Linked DNA regions of Gossypium arboreum: region 1 is linked to region 2. The links are chromatin contacts, called in public Hi-C maps. All regions are on one chromosome and are shown on one strand. Each heading gives the region's core, a stretch centred on a gene start, on an enhancer-like site or on the middle of the called end of the contact. The rest is flanking DNA. Distances are from core to core; before and after follow the strand shown. Region 1 holds the start of LOC108460674 (probable sugar phosphate/phosphate translocator At3g11320). Region 2 holds the start of LOC108458199.

What was found. A called contact is a pair of places that touch in the nucleus more often than the background predicts.
Region 1: a contact with region 2 is called in a Hi-C map of leaf, with 3 times the contacts expected there. The contact joins the promoter of LOC108460674 here to the promoter of LOC108458199 in region 2. A contact is called at or near these places in 3 of 5 Hi-C or Micro-C datasets (all in leaf).

The regions. Positions count from the first base shown.
Region 1 is chr4:16,259,260-16,264,092 of ASM2569848v2, reverse strand. LOC108460674 (probable sugar phosphate/phosphate translocator At3g11320) reads right to left here and starts at 1,546. Exons shown (of 5, transcript XM_053027029.1): 1 at 1,203-1,546; 2 at 517-989. The coding sequence starts at 957. It overlaps LOC108460676 (60S ribosomal protein L35a-1-like), which reads right to left and starts at 3,574. Exons shown (of 5, transcript XM_017760263.2): 1 at 3,406-3,574; 2 at 3,246-3,281; 3 at 2,543-2,771; 4 at 2,416-2,458; 5 at 1,672-1,889. The coding sequence starts at 3,437. The coding sequence ends at 2,417.
Region 2 is chr4:16,081,066-16,085,283 of ASM2569848v2, reverse strand. LOC108458199 reads left to right here and starts at 1,996. Exons shown (of 3, transcript XM_053026578.1): 1 at 1,996-2,145; 2 at 2,752-2,999; 3 at 3,713-4,052. The coding sequence starts at 2,755. The coding sequence ends at 2,988.

The sequences.
Region 1 (4,833 bases), core at 297-2,796, 180 kb before region 2:
AAAAGGGTGCACCGGTGTAAATGGATCCCTCTCCATCCACAAATTATGATCATTATTATTTAAAAACCCTCCAAATTAAGATAAGAAACAGGGTATTTCAATTCCATTTTTCAGCAGCTGAAAAGAGCTAGAAGCAAATCCTTCAATTCATAATTCTAAGTTCAAAGTACTGCAATCTACAACAATTAATGGATTCTTTAGGCTACATGATGGTCACAAAATTGAAATGAGACTCAAGAACCCATTTATTTACAACAATACAACACTTTGAACCATTATCCAACAAAAAAAAAGGAGCAAATCAACACTAATTTGAACAAAAATAAAAGAAACCAGTTTCCACATTCCAAAAAGATTATCAACAGATCCCTAAAATAAGCTACCAATTTCATTAACTACTCTATCATCACTTATATTATATAAAACCAACAAAGTTAAGCCAAACCCATTTCCAGTAAAAGCAAAAGAAAAGGGTAAACAATTTCATATTCCAAGAAAAACAAGCAAAATACATACCCCACTGGCAATGATAACCCCAGCAACAACAGGAACAAGGGTAAGATAAGTAAGCCATGCCTCCCTCTTTAATGTCATCAAGTAAGCAAATACCGCCGTAAAAAATGGCGTCGTAGCACCAACAGCCTGATTAAAGCTAACCGGAAGGAACCTCAAAGAAATATTCCCAAACACCACCGACACACAAAATACCAAACTCAACGCCGAAATCTTGAAGAATTGGACCCTAGATCGAATGGTCTGCATGGGGACCATCTTCATCCATGCAATTGCGATGTAGCTTAACAATGAACAAGCTGTCATGTGACACATGGTTAAGAAGATGGGGTATCTGAAACCATAATTGCTTAGTAAATATTTGTTTAACAACAATACACCAATGTTGGAGGAGTACCAGGCTGTTACTAGCCCGATTGTGAACAATTTGGAGTTGGTTTTCATGGTCTTCTTTGGTGTTTTGAAGATCTGGGTATCTGGGATTAAAAAAAGGAGAAAGAAAACGGGATTAACTTGAAATCTGTTAAACAATGGGTCTTTTTCTTGGAAACAAAGGGATTTTTTTTTATTTTTTATTTTTTATTTTGGAATGATGGGATTGAATTAGCTTCTATGGATTTAATTGAAGTTTCTCTTTAGAAAATCAAGGATCCCCATTTCCAAAATGGCAGAAAATCTAGAAATGTTACCTTAAAAAAGAGTTTTTATTTTTTTTAAAAAGAAAGCTTTTCAGTTTTGAGGAACACCAAATGGAAAGAATGTGGCTCTCTCTACAGATTTTTCTGAAGAAAGGACTAAAGAGAGAGGAAGAAATGGGATATAAAAGCTTGTGTGTTTCTGTGTTTCTTTTTGAATTTTTCCTAATGTTATTTATTTAGGGCCTTATGGAAGAGGACAAGGTGGGTTTACCAATTAATTAATTGAGACTCATTAGTTTATTCGTTTGGGTTTATTAGAAATATGTTAGCTCAATTTTAGATACAAAATTCAATAGAAATGAATTGTTTCTTTCTTTTAATTAAGAGTGAAGAGTTTAGCAAAAAATTATCATTTTAATAAATAAAGAAAATCAAAGTAATTTTATAAAGATTCCCCTCTGAGTCGAGCTCGATTAGCCCCTAGCTAAAAACCTAGCAGAAGACCAAAGATGACAATAGATTCCCAAAAAATGAATGATTATCCAAAATCTTCAAATTTAAGTAAAAATCCTTGAGAAAAGAAAATATGTGTAAACAAAATGCTAATTGTCTTATTTCATACACCATCCTAAACAAACCAAAAATAAACACCAAACATGTTGAATAAGTTTATCAGAACAAAGTGAAAAGGCAGAGTCACTCAAGTAGTCAATCACAAGCCGTCCGGCATCGAGACAGCTGCAAACAAAGAAGAAAATGCAAAATTAGGAGATAGTAAACAAGCATTAGTAGCTACAATAGTATGTCACAAGGACGATTTATCACACTCTAAAACGAGATTAATATCACTATATAAACAATTTGAACAAATGTTTTAAGGCGAGGTGCAAGGATCTAGACAAGAATTAGGCTAAAAGATGACAGATTGTGTCAACCATAGCAATGATCAAACGTTTGAATAATTACAGATGTAGTCATTATAAAAGTTGCAGTTGTTCACATGCCTAGACTTCAACACAAATTCACAGCAAAAATTGTAACAGACACACAAAAAGGACATAACAATGAATACAGAAGGCAATTAATGTACAAAAATTAGCTTGTCCGTCAAGCAGCTAATCTTCAAACAGAAAGTTGCAATCATTAAACTGAAGAAGATTCATCACATACAAACAAACAAATCCCGGTTCAACCAAAGAAAGTGGCAAACTCGTAAATCCACAAAACAAATAAGATAGAACATAAACTGTGAAGCCAAGATTACCTTAGATATTGCTAGGGTACATGAAGACTCTGACTAGATCTCCCTGCAATGGAAACAAAAAGATGAAGTAAGATCTAAAACACATTGTTGAGAAATCCATTAAATAATAACAATGTAACACGCTCACCATAGATTTTGGGGGAAGGTTAGACTTGAACTTAGCACGAACAACACCACTGTTACCATGAGGTCTAGTGACCTTTCCCCAAATGCAGCGATAGTGTGAGCCATTCTTCTTCACCTTAGCTTTGTATATATAAGCCATGCGCTTTCCTGCATACCAAGCTACTTCCTCCTTGGTGTTAACTCGCTCAATCTGGATCAAAGAAGTATTTGGGTACTGGTTCGACTTCGACCTAACCACACCACCACCATCAAACAAATAATAAGCTTAAATCCCAAACATAAAATATAACAGCCCCCAAAATCAATGTCTAGTTCTTCAACTCAGAACATCTAAAAAAACACAACTCCAAACCCTCATTCTAAAACCTAGAAATTCAATCACCCTTTATTACCCAAACACTGATTTTAGTTCGAAAATGAAGCACTACCCAGCACCTATAGTCAATAAAAAACCTACTTCAGCAAAAAAACAAAAAGTAACTAATTTTTTGTTTCCTTCACTCAATTTCATAACAAACAAACAATACAGTTAAAACTTCAACTTTATTTTCCATTTAACAGATTAAATCAGCTAAATTTAATCCTACATTTAACTAAATATTCAATTTCCGTAAAAAGAGTTTCCTCTAATTCCTAAAACTAAAAGCCCAGCTTTAAACCAACAACAATAAAACAGTTAATTTTTTTTGGAAAAGTCTTACTACCTTTTGTAACCCAAGATTGTTCCTCTTACATAGAGTCTGCCAAAAAAAAAAGTGAGTGAGTAAAATCCAAAAGCTATATTCCGTACGTCAAACTGGGAAAATTGATAGTAAAAAGGAGGTAGGTTCAGAACGAAGAACAAGTGAAGAGATCAAAGGTTACCTGACACGCTCTCCTTGGCGTCCCTTCACCATTTCCTCCCGATTTGGACGCTGAAGCTTATTCCTTTCGAATCCTGAAAAAGGTCTAAAACCCTAATAAGATTTCCGATTTGGGGGAAATTTATATAGAGCGGCTGTAAGTTTTTAGAAATGAAGGAAATTATGAAATGAAGTTGGGCCAGTTGTCTTTTAATTCAAAGGCCTAAAAATCGAAGGTATCTGTTCATGGGCCAAGGCCTCTTGTTTACATGTTTAGATTTCTAACTATTTATCGTGGAATAGATTTTGGTTACATTATAAAATTAATAACTGTGACATTCCACACTCGACTCGAACAATGTATTTAATAGCAAGATGTTATTTTAGGTTAACAAAGTAACTCAAACACCATCCAATCATTAAATGAGTTGAAAATTTAAGTTTTAAAATTATGAAAATAGAATTAATTATGCATTTTTAAAATTAGGGTAAACAATTAAAATGGTCACTTTTATTTACTTCAGGCTAAATTTTAATCACTTAGTTTGAAATGTTACGTTTTAGCCACTTATGTTAACATGTTGTAAAATTTTAGTCATTAAGCCGTTAACAGTGTAACGGTAAGCTAACATGGCATATTAAATCATCATTTCAAACAAAAATTTTAAATTAAATTATACAATTGATCTCCATATTTTTTTTGTTTTGAGCAATTTAATTTTTTTTCTTTTATATTCTTTTAACTTACCTTTTTTTTCTTTCTTTATTTTTCATTCTCTTTTGCTTCCCCTTATTTTTTTTCTTTCTTTATTTTTCATTCTCTTCTGCTTCCCCTTATGTCTTCTTACTGTCTCCATCTCTTTTAACGTAGTTTTTCTATATTTTTTATTTGTTAAAACTTTTTTATGTTTATGAAAAAAGAAAATATTAAAGATGAAACCAAAATAAAACTTGTTTTGCATATTCTCATCCCATAATGACAAAACCTCATCGTCCATCATCGCTTTAACGAACCAATTTAGATCTCTCAATGACCTAGTCCACAAGCTCACCTCAATCGAAGACTTCGCTAGTCGTGACTTATGACAATTCACCCTTAACAAAGTTTCTCGAGCTCATTCATTTAAGCTCCTAACCAACCCCCACAACCACCTTATCTATCTTACCTACAACATTCTCGCCCTCTCAAAACTACGTTGTTTCATGGATTTTTCAAATGAGCTATACACTCTCAATGACTAAAACGACCATCATACGAAACTTACCCTCAACTTTATCCAAACTAGTTTGGTTTCATGCTTCCTTTCTCTCTTTGGTTCATTCATGCTCAGCTTCCAATTAAGCTTGCTTGGGAATATCCAAGAAGGTTTAGATCAATTTTATTGTTGGTTTCATTTTATTCATCATAAAATAAAATAAATAATATAAACGATTCTATAAATGTTTGGAA
Region 2 (4,218 bases), core at 747-3,246:
AAATCTTGTGTATCAAGGAATGAGTATTTATACCCATGCACATACATGAATTTTGTTTCTGATTTATTGCCTATAACCATGCATGCATCGACTCTTTAAACACGTCTCTTTTGATGCAAGTACCATGATCAAGGGTTAAAGCCACTTACCTAGATATATAGTAGTTAAACTTAAATGAAATAATGTAAATAACAGACTCAAGGTATAAAGGAACTCACCAGAAATATTCACTTAGAACTTTCCTACTCAATGGGTTCTTTCCTTTTAGCACCAGGACCTTCTCCCCTATCTTTGGCTAAAATAATCAAATGACTTCTTTTAAATATAAGAATAACTAAAACTTAATGAAATAACATGAATCAATGAACGTACAAATAATTTAGGGATGGAACTTTCCTTCCTATGTAGTATTCAAATGAAAGCCCTGCTGAATAGCTCTTACAACAACTCCTTTCTATCTGGTAAACTTAAAGAGGAATTTAAGAACTTACCAACAGACAACTTAAGGAAAGAAGCTTCTATAAGCTTGACACAGAAGCATTGCGAGTGTGATAAAAGCATAGAAAGGGATAAAAGCAAAGAGAGTGTTAAGTATTTATAGTGAAATAAAAATATGAGGAATTGAGAAAAATCTCACTCATATTGGCACAAAAACTCATAAGTGCAACAAATACATAGACAACAAATCACTATCCATAAGCAACATACCCGGAACACCATCCATGATACAATTAACATCTTATAAGCAAATATTACTTTGTTATTTCTTGACATATTAGCCTTGTACAATGTGATCTTTTCTTTTGAACGAGTTACCTTTAATCGCATTCTTTGCATTTCTTTTATATTGAGCTCATTGTTCTTAAATCTTAATCTCCCATTCTCTGTCAACAACATCTTATTTTGCAAAATTATTTTATCAATTATGCATCCCTGTTCTTCTCCTATTGAATTCATATTGTTACCGTTAAATTTAACCCATTGGTAAAAATCACAACCCTCAGTTTTCCTTTCTCACATAGAACAAAAAAAAAAATAGAGCTTATATGTGTAACTAAGGTAAAATTTACATATTTCCAACTTGAAACAAAATAATTCAAATTTATTTCCAAAACATGTTAAAACACTAAACCCTAAATTACACAAAATATTCAACCAAAATCACAAAGCCTTTTGTTTTTTTGCACACACAACAATGGTAGTACACAACCAATGCACAAACCCTAATTTCCTTCAACCCAACAATTAAAATTCAAACTTTTACATTTTTGAACTTCACACACCTAAATAATTTTCTCCCTTTGTTCCGTGGAGTATTCACGTTGCAAACAGGAGCTCTTAACCCACAATGATAGTACACAACCTCATTTGACCACTTGATTTTTTTGTTGGTTGATGAAGCCATTTTTCCTTATTTTCTTCTTCGACTCTAGTTATGGGAATTGGGCGTGTTATCAGGATAAACCCTAAAAGAATATTAACAAAAATATTAGAAAATGATGAATAGGTAGAAAAAAATAAAAAGAATAGAATGTTAAATAATCGGGTGAAATGATTTAAGGTAATTTTTATTATAATTAATGAAAAAAAGTATTTAATTTTTATTTTCCAAGGAAAAAAAAGAAGACCCAATCATTGCCAAATAGGACTCCACTTGACGCCTAACGATTAACCAGTTGCCACATTATAAAAAAACGAACGAATTACATTCGAGTTCTAATTTAGTTGACAAAAAAAAAGTTCGGGTATTAACCTAGGAAAAAAAATCTTAAGTATCAATTTAGGAGAAATGGACAAGTACCGATTTTTTATTTAAGCCTTTTTGTATTAATGAATTACTTATATAATTTATTATTTCCAATTTTCTTTAATATTATTTTAGTGCCATTAAATACAGGTTAATATATCGGTACATAAAAAAGAAACCATACATTTGGGCTTTGGGTAGTAGGGGGAAAATACATTTTGGGTGTTTGGTCTTAAAAGTACTACCCTTTTGTGCCTTGATGGATCCGAACCGACCCATTTCAAACCGGATTTATTTACGGGTCCTTTTCCTTTTCTAAATGTCGAATCTATTTACAGTTGCAAGGAAGGAACCAGCTCTCTCAATCTGCAGCACCCATATCTTCACTTCTTTTGCATGTAACCTTTAATTCTTTATTTATTTTCTCAATGTTCCCTTTAATCTCTTTCATTCTGATGCTTTGTATTGTTCAATGTTTAAACATGGTCTTTTTATTTAGAAATCATGATCTGCTTTTTGTTTCCCTTCAAATTCCATAGATTTTAAGTTGTTTATTATGTTTTTGTTTTCTATATATAGATAAGAACCCATGGATCTAGTCCCTCTAAATCCAACAAAGTATTTATTTTTCGAATGGGTTTTAATTTTTAGTCAACATCGGAATCCCTTTGATCTGCTTTTCTGAGTTTACCCTCTTTTCCATAGCTTGCTTATGGAATATGGGGTTTTACTAAATCACCTTATTGGTGTTCTAGAAATCAAAATGAACTCAATTATCGTTGATGTTATGTTTGCATTTAGAAGTTTATTCTAGCTGAAACTGAAGATGCTGTAATCGGTTTTTTAGTTACTTATGCCTGCTGCGTTTTAAGAATCTTTATGTTATTTCTGTTTTGTTTTCCGGATTCATAATTGATGGATTTTTCTTTATCTTCATGGCTACGCTTTTGTGTGAAAAGTTTTAGAAGTTGGTTGAAGATTAATAGAAACCCTTTAATATGCAGAAAATGGGCTTGTGGACGTTATTAGAAGGATTTTTGCTTCTTGCAAATGCTTTGGCAATATTAAATGAGGATCGTTTTCTTGCTCCCAGAGGATGGAGTTTCTCGGATTTCTCTGCAGGGCGTACAAAGTCATTTAAAGGGCAACTTATTGGTCTCATTTACGCCACTCAATACATGAGAGTTCCTCTCATACTACTTAATGCAATCTGCATTTTTGTTAAGCTAGTTTCTGGTTGATGCTCCGCTAGGTAAGATGTTTATGTCTATGGCTGATGATTGGTTGAATTTGTATTAGGTTCTCAAACAGATGCCCCTTGTTTTTTTTTTTTTTTTTTGCATTCAAGAACTTGTTTATTAGTTGTGATGACCGTTTTAGTCGGTTTTGTTTTCTGATTTCTACAAATTACATGGATTTAAAATGGTGTGATGAATAGGTGTCTGAAACTTAAGCTGAATGATTATTAGTTATTTCTAAACCTATTAATTGGTTGAATATATTGTGAAAAGGGAAACTCTTAGTCTTAGATTAATTTTTCTGATTACCATTGTTGAATTACACACCCGAAACTTATGAAGTTTGAATAAGATCTTTTTAACACTGCAAGTTCTATAATGTATTACTTGACCAAAACGTTGAGTAGGCCAGAGCAGGAATGGCGGAAGCTGCCTTTCAAACCTTTTTCCAGGTCTGATAAATTTCTGTTAATTTTACCAGGACATGTAAATTAAGTAAATAAATTGATTGTTTGAATTGGCTATCCATCACAGAGAAAAGAGGATAACTACATTTGTATCTTCATGCTTTTCTGTTGCTTCCTATTTGGTTATTTGAGAATTATTGTTCGCTTCCCTTTTCAATCTTAAGCATGCCACAGATTTCACCTTTGTGATTCCTGATATTCTTAAGCATGCGCGTCTCCTGATATTCTTAGAATGTGATTCCTTATCTGTTAATTATTAGCAGAACGCATGAAGTCGAATATGGAGCATAGGAATTTGCCGAAGGTTGTGTAAGACGGAAGCAGTCAGTTCAAAAATTAGGTGATGTATCTGTTTTACACTTAAGTTTGTATCCCACCTCCTTTTAAAATTGAATTTGAGGTTTCATGATGGGATTTTATCGAACCTGGAAATGTGATAACTTGATAGCTCTAGCATTTGTATAATTTGGAGACTTTACGCTGTCATTTTGAAATATACAGTTTATTGTGCCTGGAATTTCTATTAATTGCTGCTGTATGAACATGATATTTGAAAATGGAGTTCAAGTTTGGGGGTGGGGTGGTTTGATTTCTGGTGAATTTTTTCCATTTTGGGATTGGATTCTGATGCTAGAACCAAAGTTAAGTTTGAGTTTAAGGCAAGTATGGGTGGAAATATTTAAAGGTACCATTGGCGTTCCTAATCGTGCTTCTATAACCCAAATCAGATCCAAAAACCTATAATGCACAGTTGATGCAGCATTCT